2 separate regions of the Ovis aries genome follow, and region 1 is linked to region 2. The links are chromatin contacts, called in public Hi-C maps. All regions are on one chromosome and are shown on one strand. The core of a region is the stretch at or near the end of the contact, and the rest is flanking DNA. Distances in the headings are between cores, read along the strand shown.

Evidence for each region. A called contact is a pair of places that touch in the nucleus more often than the background predicts.
Region 1: a Hi-C map of hypothalamus shows a contact between it and region 2, with 4 times the contacts expected there. The contact joins the promoter of MED11 here to the enhancer-like site in region 2. A contact is called at or near these places in 7 of 16 Hi-C or Micro-C datasets (blood, hypothalamus, mesenteric adipose tissue and 3 more).

Annotation. Positions count from the first base shown.
Region 1 is chr11:26,500,994-26,506,331 of ARS-UI_Ramb_v3.0, forward strand. It overlaps MED11 (mediator complex subunit 11), which reads right to left and starts at 1,457. Exons shown (of 2, transcript XM_060395382.1): 1 at 1,348-1,457; 2 at 1-1,185. The coding sequence starts at 1,432. The coding sequence ends at 821. PELP1 (proline, glutamate and leucine rich protein 1) reads left to right here and starts at 1,609. Exons shown (of 18, transcript XM_042255614.1): 1 at 1,609-1,645.
Region 2 is chr11:26,378,843-26,384,007 of ARS-UI_Ramb_v3.0, forward strand. MINK1 (misshapen like kinase 1) reads right to left here. Exons shown (of 32, transcript XM_060395345.1): 3 at 4,087-4,143; 4 at 3,869-3,994; 5 at 2,097-2,207; 6 at 1,635-1,725; 7 at 1,115-1,245; 8 at 758-812; 9 at 569-647; 10 at 166-341. Among named protein-coding and RNA genes, the nearest start is that of C11H17orf107, 13 kb to the left of the region's middle. Within about 2 kb of position 3,514, at least 11 of the 54 cell types and tissues checked have an H3K27ac peak or open chromatin away from gene starts, as enhancers often do. A contact at or near this core is called in hypothalamus, where this site is marked.

The DNA of each region.
Region 1 (5,338 bases), core at 207-2,706, 120 kb after region 2:
GGGTAGCCCACATTCTCCAGATTCGGTTCTGGGGTATATGTGGAGCTCTCCCTCCAAGCTGTTCACCTGTTTGGCCTAGTTCTCCAGCATCTGCTCACAGGTTCGGGCCACCTCACTGAGCTTGAGGCGAGCATAGTCCACTCGCTTCAGGGCCATTTGACAGTCCTTCCTTGAAGAGTAGCTGGAGCCCTCGTGGGGCTGCCCTGTGGCCACCTATAGGACATTCAGATTGATCAGTGAAGCACCCCTTCCCTCACCCATCTCCCCAACAAGTCATCAGGTCTTTTGCCTCATTTCTTCCCTGAGTTTGAATTTGCTATGCCAGATGGTTAGCTGGATTACCTAGAGCACATCAATGAACTTCTATTAAAAACCTCTGTAAAGTGGGGATGACTGTAACTACTTCCTAGAGTTGTTATGGGCTTCCCTGATGGCTCACATGGTAAAGAATCTGCTTGCAATGCAGGAGACCCGGGTTCAATCCCTGGGTCGGGAAGATCCCCTGGAGAATGGAATGGCTACCCATTCCAGTATTCTTGCCTGAGAAATTCCATGGACAGAGGAGCCTGGCGGGCTACAGTCCACAGGGTCACAGAGAGTCGGACACGGCTGAGAGACTAACAGTTTCACTTTTCAGAGTTGTTATAGGATTAGATAATGCAGAATGTCTAGCACACTGTACACGTTTAGTAAATGGTGCTTCCTGTTGTAATAACCTCAGAGCCCTTTCAGTCCTGTTCCTTTTCTCGTGAGGTAGCTGTCTGGAGCGCTGTACACTTGAGGTCAGGTCAAATGTCTACGGGCAAATCCTATAGCTTTCCTATTGTTTAGATGCCCTCTCCCAGGGCTTTCCCACCCACTGGCTCATGTGATGCAACTCAGTGACACAGGAAACCTGTCCTGGAAGGGAAGGATGCTGCCAGGATCGACGGGCTTGCTGGGTAGGGCTGGTTTTGCTTGGCTCCGGGGGTCCAAAGCTGTGCCCCGGACTCTTGAAGAATAAGGCTGAGGCAGAGAGCTGGGGTGGGAGCGTAGCACGTTCCACCACACACACCTGAGTGAGATAGCGAATCTGAGCCGACAGCTCTGCTTCCACGTGCTGCACCGACGCGGTGAAGGCCGCTGCCTGTCGGTCTAAGAGCCTCTCGTTGGTTTTTTCCTTGGACAGTTCCAAGATCACGGTACCTGCCGGAGCGGAGAGCGGGCGGGGCTATCCGAAGACCGCCAGTATAGCCCCGCCCCAGGGCCAGCCCCACCCACCCCTAAACCCAGTTAGGATCCCTTCCAACCCAACTTGGTCCGCGCATGTGCAAGCGGTCGCGCCCCTCTCGTCTTCGTATCCCGAACCTGCATTCTGAAGAATGGCTCCAATTTCTCTTTCGATGTCTTCCAGGGCGCGTAGTCGCTCGTTCGCCAGGCTGTAGGTAGCCATCGTTACCCTCGGGTTTTCTTTTGCTAAATACTACGGAAAAACGCCCGGAAGTAACTGTCGGTTTGCGCCTGCGCAGAGGGCGCACCTTAGCCAACACCACAGTTCCCAGGATGCTCAGCGTGGTCTTTCCCTTCCGGTTTCACCGGGTGAACTACAACTCCCAGGGTCTCGTGCGCATGCCCGCTGCGAGACCCCACCGCGTGACCACCTGTGGTAAGACGGAGTATCGAAAATTTCTCCAGTCTAAGGCCATTCAGACCTGTCCACCTTCACGACACTGTTGTGGTCTGTTTAATTTCTTCTACAAGAATTTCTTGAGCGTCTTCGGGGTGCTGGGTGATGATGGTAGGACCTTTGGGGTATTACAGACTGGACAGCCATGGACCCTCTGTCTGCCTATCCCACTCCGCCACCTATCGGGGCCCTGGGAAAACGACTTGGTGAGTGTGACATTATTCGCCGTAGCGCTTCCCTCTGACCGGGAGCTGCGCTAAAACACGGACTGTCAATATATTCTGAGGCGCTTGCTCCTGTCAGCCGTTTCCCTCTCTGATTGCTTATTATGTGGTTGCCTCTGGGGATACAAAGGTGAGTGAGGTGGACTCACGTGAGAGTGGATAGGTGCTTTATTAGGGATACGCCCAGGGTGTATCTCTAGGAATGGAGAAAGGATTCCAGGAGGAAATGTTGCTTGAACTGAATCTGGGGGTTAACCAGGTGACTGAGAGGTTGGAGTGGAAAAGGGAAGGGCACAGCAAGCGCTTAGTGTTGTGAGGGGCCGACAGATTGGAAGTCCAATAAGTTTGACTGGAGTGAACGCAGTGTGGTTGGTGGCTAGGTGTGACTGGGGAGACCGCAGTGGGGAGCCAGACCAGAAAATGGCTTGCAAGCTAAGGAATTTGAACTTTATTTTGAAGGCATTTGGGAACGGTTGAAAGGTTTTCAAGAAGTGGATTCTGACCAGCTATATCTTTCAGGAAAGATCAATCTTGACAGTTTATGGAAGGTTGAGAATGAAGCCAGTTTGCCCAGGGTTAGCAAGCGAGTGGAGGGTTTTAGTTAAATTTGAGGTATCTAGCATTTAACTTCACTCTTTTTCTAAATCCTAAGAAGATAACAATAAGGGGATTTAAGGAAGGGGTCAAGGAAAGGAGTTAATAATAGCAAAACTTTCAATAGAAACTGGAAAACAGAAGGTCATATGGTTAACTAAACCAGCAGTGAAGAAAGCTTAGAAGCAACTTAATTTACCCCTAAATCAATGGGATTACAGTACAGCTGGGCTGTCAGTCAGTTCAGTTGCTCAGTCCTGTCCAGCTCTTCCACCCCATCGACTGCAGTGCGCCAGGCCTCTCTGTCCATCACCAACTCCCGGAGTTTACTCAAACTCATGTCTGTTTAGTCGGTGATGCCATCCAACCATCTCATCTTCTATCGTCCCCTTCTTCTGCCTTCAGTCTTTCCCAGTGTCAGGGTCTTTTCCAGTGAGTCAGTTCTTCACATCAGGCGGCCAAAGTATTGGAGTTTCAGCTTCAGCATCAGTGCTTCCAATGAATATTCAGTACTGATTTCCTTTAGGATGGACTGGTTGGATCTCCTTGGTGTCCAAGGGACTCTCAAGAGTCTTCTCTGACACCACAGTTCAAAAGCATCAATTCTGTATTCAGCTTTCTTTATAGTCCAACTCTCACATCCATAGATGACTATTGGAAAAACCATAGCTTTGACTAGACAGACCTTCATTGGCAAAGTAATGTCTCTGCTTTTTAATAAGCTGTTAAGGCTGGTCATAGTTTTTTTTTTCCAAGGAGCAAGTGTCTTTTAATTTCATGGCTTCAGTCACCATCTACAGTGATTTTGGAGCCCCCAAAAATAAAGTCTGCGACTGTATCCATTGTTTTCCCATCTATTTGCCATGGAGTGATGGGACCAGATGCCATTATCTTAGTTTTCTGAATGTTGAGTTTTAAGCCAACTTTTTCACTCTTCTCTTTCACTTTCATCAAGAGGCTCTTTAGTTCTTTTTTGCTTTCTGCCATCAGTGTGGTGTCATCTGCATATCTGAGGTTATTGATATTTCTCCCAGCAATCTTCATTCTAGCTTGGGCTTCATCCAGTCCAGCATTTCTCATGATGTACTCTGCATATAAGTTAAATAAACAGGGTGACAATATAAAGCCTTGACTTACTGCTTTCCCAATTTGGAACCAGTCTGTTGTTCCATGACCAGTTGTAACTCATTTCTTGACCTGCATACAGATTTTTTCAGGAGGCAGATAAGGAGGTCTGATATTTCCCATCTCTTGAAGAATTTTTCACAGTTCGTTGTGATCCACAATAAACTTTGGCTTTGGCATAATCAGTAAAGCAGAAATAGATTTTTTTCTGGAACTCTCTTGCTTTTTGATGATCCATTGGATGTTGGCAATTTGATCTCTGGTTTCTCTTCCCTTTTTAAAATCCAGCTTGAACATCTGAAAGTTCACGGTTCATGTATTGTTGAAGCCTGGCTTGGAGAATTTTGAACATTACTTTGCCAGCGTGTGAGATGAGTGCAATTGTTCAGTAGTTTGAGTATTCTTTGGCATTGCCTTTCTTTGGGATTGGAATGAAAACTGACCTTTTCCAGTCCTGTGGCCACTGCTGAGTTTTCCAAATTTGCTGGCATATTGAATGCAGCACTTTCACAGCATCATCTTTTAGGATTTCAAATAGCTCAACTGGAATGCCATCACCTTCACTAGCTTTGTTCATAGTGATGCTTCCTAAGGCCCACTTGACTTCACATTATAGGATGTCTGGCTCTAGGTGAATGATGACACCATTGTGGTTATCTGGGTCATGAAGATCTTTTTTGTACAGTTCTTCAGTGCATTCTTGCCACCTCTTCTTAATATTGTCTGCTTCTGTTAGGTCCATACTGTTTCTGTCCTTTATTGTGCCCATCTTTGCATGAAATATCCCCTTGGAATCTCTAATTTTCTTGAAGAGATCTCTAGTTTTTCCCATTCTATTGTATTCCTCTATTTTTTTTTTTTTGCCTTGATCACTGAGGAAGGCTTTCTTATCTCTCCTTGCTGTTCTTTGGAACTCTGCATTCAAATGAGTATATCTTTAGTTTTCTCCTTTGCCTTTCTCCTCTCTTCTTGTCAGAGCTGTTTGTAAGGCCTCCTTAGACAACCATTTTGCCTTTTTGCATTTGTTTTTCTTGGGGATGGTCTTGCTTCTTGCACAGTGTCACAAACGTCCATCCATAGTTCTTCAGGCAGTCTGTCTATTAGATCTAATCCCTTGAATCTATTCGTCACTTCCACTGTATAGTTGTAAGGGATTTGATTTAGGTCATACCTGAATGGTCTACTGGTTTTCCGTACTTTCTTCAATTTAAGTCTGAATTTGTCAACAGGCGTTCATGATCTGAGCCACAGTCAGCTCCCAGTCTTGTTTTTGCTGACTGTATAGAGTGTCTCCATCTTTGGCTGCAAAGAATATAATCAATCTGATTTTAGTATTGACCATCTGGTGATGTCCATGTGTAGAGTCTTCTCTTGTGATGTTGGAATAGAGTGTTTGCTATGACCAGTGTGTTTTCTTTGCAAAAGTCTGTTAGCCTTTGCCCTGCTTCATTCTGTACTCCAAGGCCAAATTTGCCCTTTACTCCAGGTCTCTCTTGACTTCCTACTTTTGCCTTCCAGTCCCCTGTAATGAAAAGACATATTTTTTGGGTGTTAGTTCTAGAAGGTCTTGAACTGTTCAACTTCAGCTTCTTCAGCATTATTGGTCAGGGCATAGACTTGGATTACTGTGATATTGAATGGCTTGCTTTGGAAACGAACAGAGATCATTCTGTTGTTTTTGAGATTGCGTCCAAGTACTGCATTTCGGACTCTTTTGTTGACTATGACG
Region 2 (5,165 bases), core at 2,264-4,763:
AGACCTCCCCACCTAAGGTGGAAAAAGCCCTCTGGGGTTGGACATTTGGGAAAGAAGATCTCCTTGGACAGGGAGAGCTGGGCCTGGAAGGGGGCCTGAGGGGGAGCCAGGGCTGGTGAATAGGAGCAGGGGCGGCAGACCCTCCCCCTCTCCCCGCCCACTGACCTTTCTCGCCTCGCTTCTTCCGGGATCTGTCAATGTGGTCCTTGAGCTGGATGCGTACCTGCCGCTCGGTGGGCTGGTCACGGATGAAAGGGAACTTGAGCAGCTGCTCGGTGGGTGGGCGGCTCAGGTAAGCCTTGATGAGACACGTGTCAATGAAGTCAATGAACTTCTTAGACCTGGAGATGATGGTGGCTCATGTCAGACAGGGGGTGGTTCCAGGAAGAAGGGGGTATCCGTTCATCCAAGTCACCCACTTCCCTCCCATCTTCCCATGTCCCCCACACCAAGCACCCCCCACCCACCCCCTCTTCTGCAGTGCAGACCTAGGCCTGGGGGTAGGGGGTAAGGTGGAGGCCTTGTTTGGGGGGGCCTCCTTGCTAAACGCCAATCCCCCGAGACCTACCATTTCTTGGACTTGAGCCTGGGTGGTGGGTTCCGGGGGATAAGGAAGAGGGCTCGCATGGGGTGCATGTCACACAGAGCTGGAACACAGAAGAGGCACCATCAGCTGGTCTCACCGGCCTGCCATGACCCCACCTCCTCCCTACAGCTCCTTCTGGGCCCTCCCTTTGCTCCCAAACCCTGCACTTACGGGGGGCTCCCTCTGCCATCTCGATGGCTGTGATTCCTAGAGACCAAATGTCACTCTGCGGAGGCATGAAAAGAGGGACAGGTGAACACTGCTGACCACGAACTCCCCTCTCCCACTATCCCCAGCCTCTCTTCCCTGAGTTGCTTCCTGGTCCATACCCTTCCCGAGGCTCCTCTGCTCCAACCCTTACTGTCCTCCAGCTCCCCCACCCTCCCCATCCGTACTTTCCTGGCCACAAACCCTTCCCTAGCCTCTCACTGCTACCACAACCCTGGGCCTTCATTTCATTCCCCGACCTGCTCAAGCTCCCAATATTTCCATCTCACTTCCTACCCTTGGCTGCCTCCCTGCCCGTACCCTGTAATCGTAGGTGGCATCAGGGTTCTCATCACAGGCGATGACCTCGGGGGCCATCCAGTAGGGGGTCCCGATGAACGTGTTCCGCCTGCCCACGGTGCGGTCCAGCTGTGCGCTCACCCCGAAATCCACTGGGAGGGCAGAGGCAAAAGGCCATGACGGAATGCTGTACCTGTGGCCCCCACTGGGCTGTTCTGTGCTAGCCCCACCCGGCCACCTCTTCACCCCATCAGCATCCATCCCAAAGACCCTGACCTAGTCTTCCTGTGTCTGGGGGAGAAACCAGGGTGAAAGGACCAAGGGACAGCATTCCAGGCAGAAGGGGCCAAACATCTCCCCAGAGGAGAGCTGGCACAGCACCCGGACACACCAGGGAGCACACAAAAAGCTTCTCCAGTGGTTTTCAGCAGAAGGCAGGGAGCAAATCCCCCAGCCCGTAGACAGGTGGACTTGAGCGACTAGAGGGAATGAACAAACGGGTCCCCAACTCCGTGCTAGAGGTCAGAAGGCGTCAGCGTACCTAGCTTGACCTCGGCATTCTCTGTCAGCAGCACGTTCTGCCCCTTGATGTCTCGGTGGATCACCTTGTGGGCGTGGAGATGGGCCAGACCCTGGGGCAGGAGGGGTGGGGGGAAGTATTCTTGGTGTTAGAGGACAAGGATGTGAGTCGAGGGGCTGGGGAGGCACCTGGCTGGGCTGGGCTGGGGGAGCTGTCCCTCTCCACCTGGGAGCCAGGAGCCCAGGTAAAGGCTCAGCTTTGAGGGGAGTGTCCTCAGACTGGAGGATCCAGCTGCACGGCCTCAAGAAAGGGCAGGGCTGGGAAACAGAGGCACGGGGTCCCTCTGAGGGTTCTCCACACGCACTCGCATCAGGCCATCTGTTCCTTCAAGGGGACACAGTTCCAGCTCCTTCCCTGTGAGTGCAGGGAAGGCCCGCTTCCAGGGAGATGGGAGGAGGAGGCAGGGAGGGACCTGGCGCTCACCCGGAGAATCTCCCTGCAGATGTAGGCTATACAGTCCTCCTTCAGGGCGTTCCCTTTTGTGTTCTTCACCAAGTCCGTTACAGAACCAGCACCACAGAACTCCATCACCAGCTATGGTCCCAGGGAGGCACCGGAGGGAAACGTATCTGTCAGGCAAGGCCTCCTTCCCGTGCCGGGCCCCTGGGGCAGGACTGGAGCCCTCGGGTCAGAATTGGTATGAGCTGGAGAGCAGGGGCCACGAGGCCCCTAGTGAAAGCCACAGAACTTGGTAAGATTAGGAGAGAAAGGGGAAGGAGACACAGCTGGGAGACACAGGGCAGGTGGGCTGAGGGAGGTGATGGTCTGGGCCAGAAGAGGACCCCAGGGAATCCCTGAACTTGCAGCGAGAATGACACAGGTTTGTGCACTTTTCCTGGGGAAGGGGCCAAAGCTACCAGCAGATCCTCACTGGGACCCACAAAGCCCAACAGCGAGCAGAGAACCAGCGCTCCAGAGCAGGGGCCCGGCAATCTACGGCCAAGAGGCTGAGCATTTTTATATTTTTAAATGGCTGAAATAAAAATCAAAGAAGAATCACATGAAACTGACATCTTAGCGTCTTAAATAAAGCTCTTTGGAGTCAAGGGACATTCCTGTTTTCATCTCTGCATTGTCTATGGCTGAGCTGAGTAGTTGTTAGAAGCTTATGACCCACAGAGCCCCAAATATTTACTGTCTGGCCCTTCAAAGGAAAGGCTGGCCAACCCTTGAGAGAGACAAAAAAGGGACTCAAGAGTCAGCAAGTCCCAAGGTCTGCTAGAGAGCCAAGACAGAGCCCAGGGGCTACCAGAGAGCTGCAGAAGGGAATCTGAGGCTTCAGCACAGTCTGTAAACAGGCCAGGCAGAGGCCGGAAGATGAGAAGAACTCCGGCTGGCCGGCACCTCTAGGGACTCGGAGCAGAGGCCAAACAAATCCTGAGGGACCAGTATGCCCGTCCAAATGTTTTCACTGTATGCTTCCCACCTCCAGGGACCCAAAGCAGAGGCCAAACAAATCCCCAGGGGAGCAGTACGCCTGTCCAAATGTTTTCACTGTATGTTTCCTACAAGCTGCATCCCATGCCAAAAAAAGGCAGCCCGAGGTACCTATATTTGCATGCGCCAAAGAGATAATTTGCACATCTGGGGTGCCCCTCCCATAGCTGGAGGGGAGGATGGGGTCCACAAGGGGGCGCTGGGTCACTAGCGCTCAGCTTCTAGCCCTTAATAATCTCCCACTACACACAGCTGGTTGCCTTTCTCTACGTGTGTCTCTCCCCACCCAAAAAGACTAAGTGCCTTGGAGGCAGGGACCACAACTCATGATTATCTGTGCAGGGTACACAGAGGACGCTCAGTAAGCACTTGTCTAGCAACTGCTGGGAGGGGGACCTGATCTGGGGGCCAGTTCCCCAGCCATGGCTGTGTTCCCTGCTGCCCTCTCCTCCGGGCTGGGCTGAGCCCAAGAAAGGGTGAGGCTGGGGAATTAGCGGGCAACAGCGCCCAGGCAGGGAAAGGCGATGACTCTTAGGAATGTTCCGAGCCTGGAGGGAATTTGGGGGAGGCCCCAAAGAGCTAAGCGAGCTGTGGCCGAGTAATTGGAGAGTAATCGCCCAGAGAGGCTTGTGCGCTGCTGGGAGGGGCCCGAGTCTAGCCAAAACCCACACATATTAGATGTGCTGCTTTCCCAGGAGCTGTGCTCAGAGGCAGGAGAACAGATGCATTAACTGGGGCAGGCCAGGGGCGCCCCTCACCCAGAGCTGGTCGTCGTTCCCTGGGGGGCTCTTCTTGATGAAGGCCCCGTAGTAGGTGGCGATGTTGCGGTGGTGAGAGTATTTTTTCAACATGTTGATCTCCTGTTTGATCTCTTCCTCCTCATCCTACGTGAATAGGGAGAGGTGAACCCTGAGAGTCACCCCCGCAAGCCCCCCTCTCAACACCCCGACCCTCCCCTGCCCTATACGCGCCTTACCTCCGTGACGTCCATGACTTTGATGGCAGCCAGCTGCCCAGTCTTGACATGCCGACCCTGTAGAACGAAGAGCCAGGCATGGGGGTGGTCAAGTCTGCACTCGGGAGGGGCTTAATTCTGGGAGAGGCCACAATTTTTGGCTGCTTTCTTTCTTAGAAAATGCCCCTGGCTAGACACCTCAGTTTATGAGTCGGTTATAGGAAAATCACCGCGCCTGGATTCCAAGTGCTAAGCTGGATAAAGATGAAGGGTCTCCTCTCCTGAAACACTCAAGAGGGATGAGGGAGAGACACTTGTGCTTTGTCCCAGCCTCTCTGCCTTAGACAGCCTTGTCTGAAAGTTAGAGCAGCGAGTGAGGGCTCCCTCTCCATCCTCAGATGGAGCGGCATGGAGCTGGGAGAAGTGGCTGGGGGAGGAGGGCTTTGGCTCTCCAGCATCTTCTATGCAAGACAGACTGCCTGAGTCCTCTCCTGATTCACCTCTCTGGACAGGAGGTCTTTCCCAGAATCACCCCCACCCCCAGACACATACACAGGGCTTTTTATTACTGTTAACAGGAGAGAGTAGACAGGGCTGAGATTTTAGGAAACTTAGAGAAACATGGGAGGGCTGACTGCTATGTGGAAACCCCACCACCAGTGCTAATGGGAAGAAACTTCTTCTAGAGTGTGTCCCTGCCATTCCCCTTCTGCCTCCCTTATCCTTCCAAAATTCCTAGCAGGAGTCATCTCAGGCTCCAGTAGGAAAGTCTAAGGCTTCCTGGGGAGGAGAAAGGTGTGTGTTGTGGGGGGACTGCCAGCCCAGGGATTATTTTTATCCCCAGCAGTTTTTCACGACCCCCAAGCCCAGAGAAGCAGTAGAACACAGAGCTGCTATTTCCATGGCAACAACTAGGCAAGAGATGGGGTGACTGGGGTGGGGGGGTGCACCTGCTTTCCAAAGCTTACAGAGAAGAAGGGTAAGAGACAGGTGGGTAGCCCCAGTGACCCAGGAAACCCTGGCCCCTGAGACACAGGAGACTCGTGAAGAGGCTGAGTGCCATATCTAGAGCCGAAGCAGCCAGGCGCACACTTGGGGGC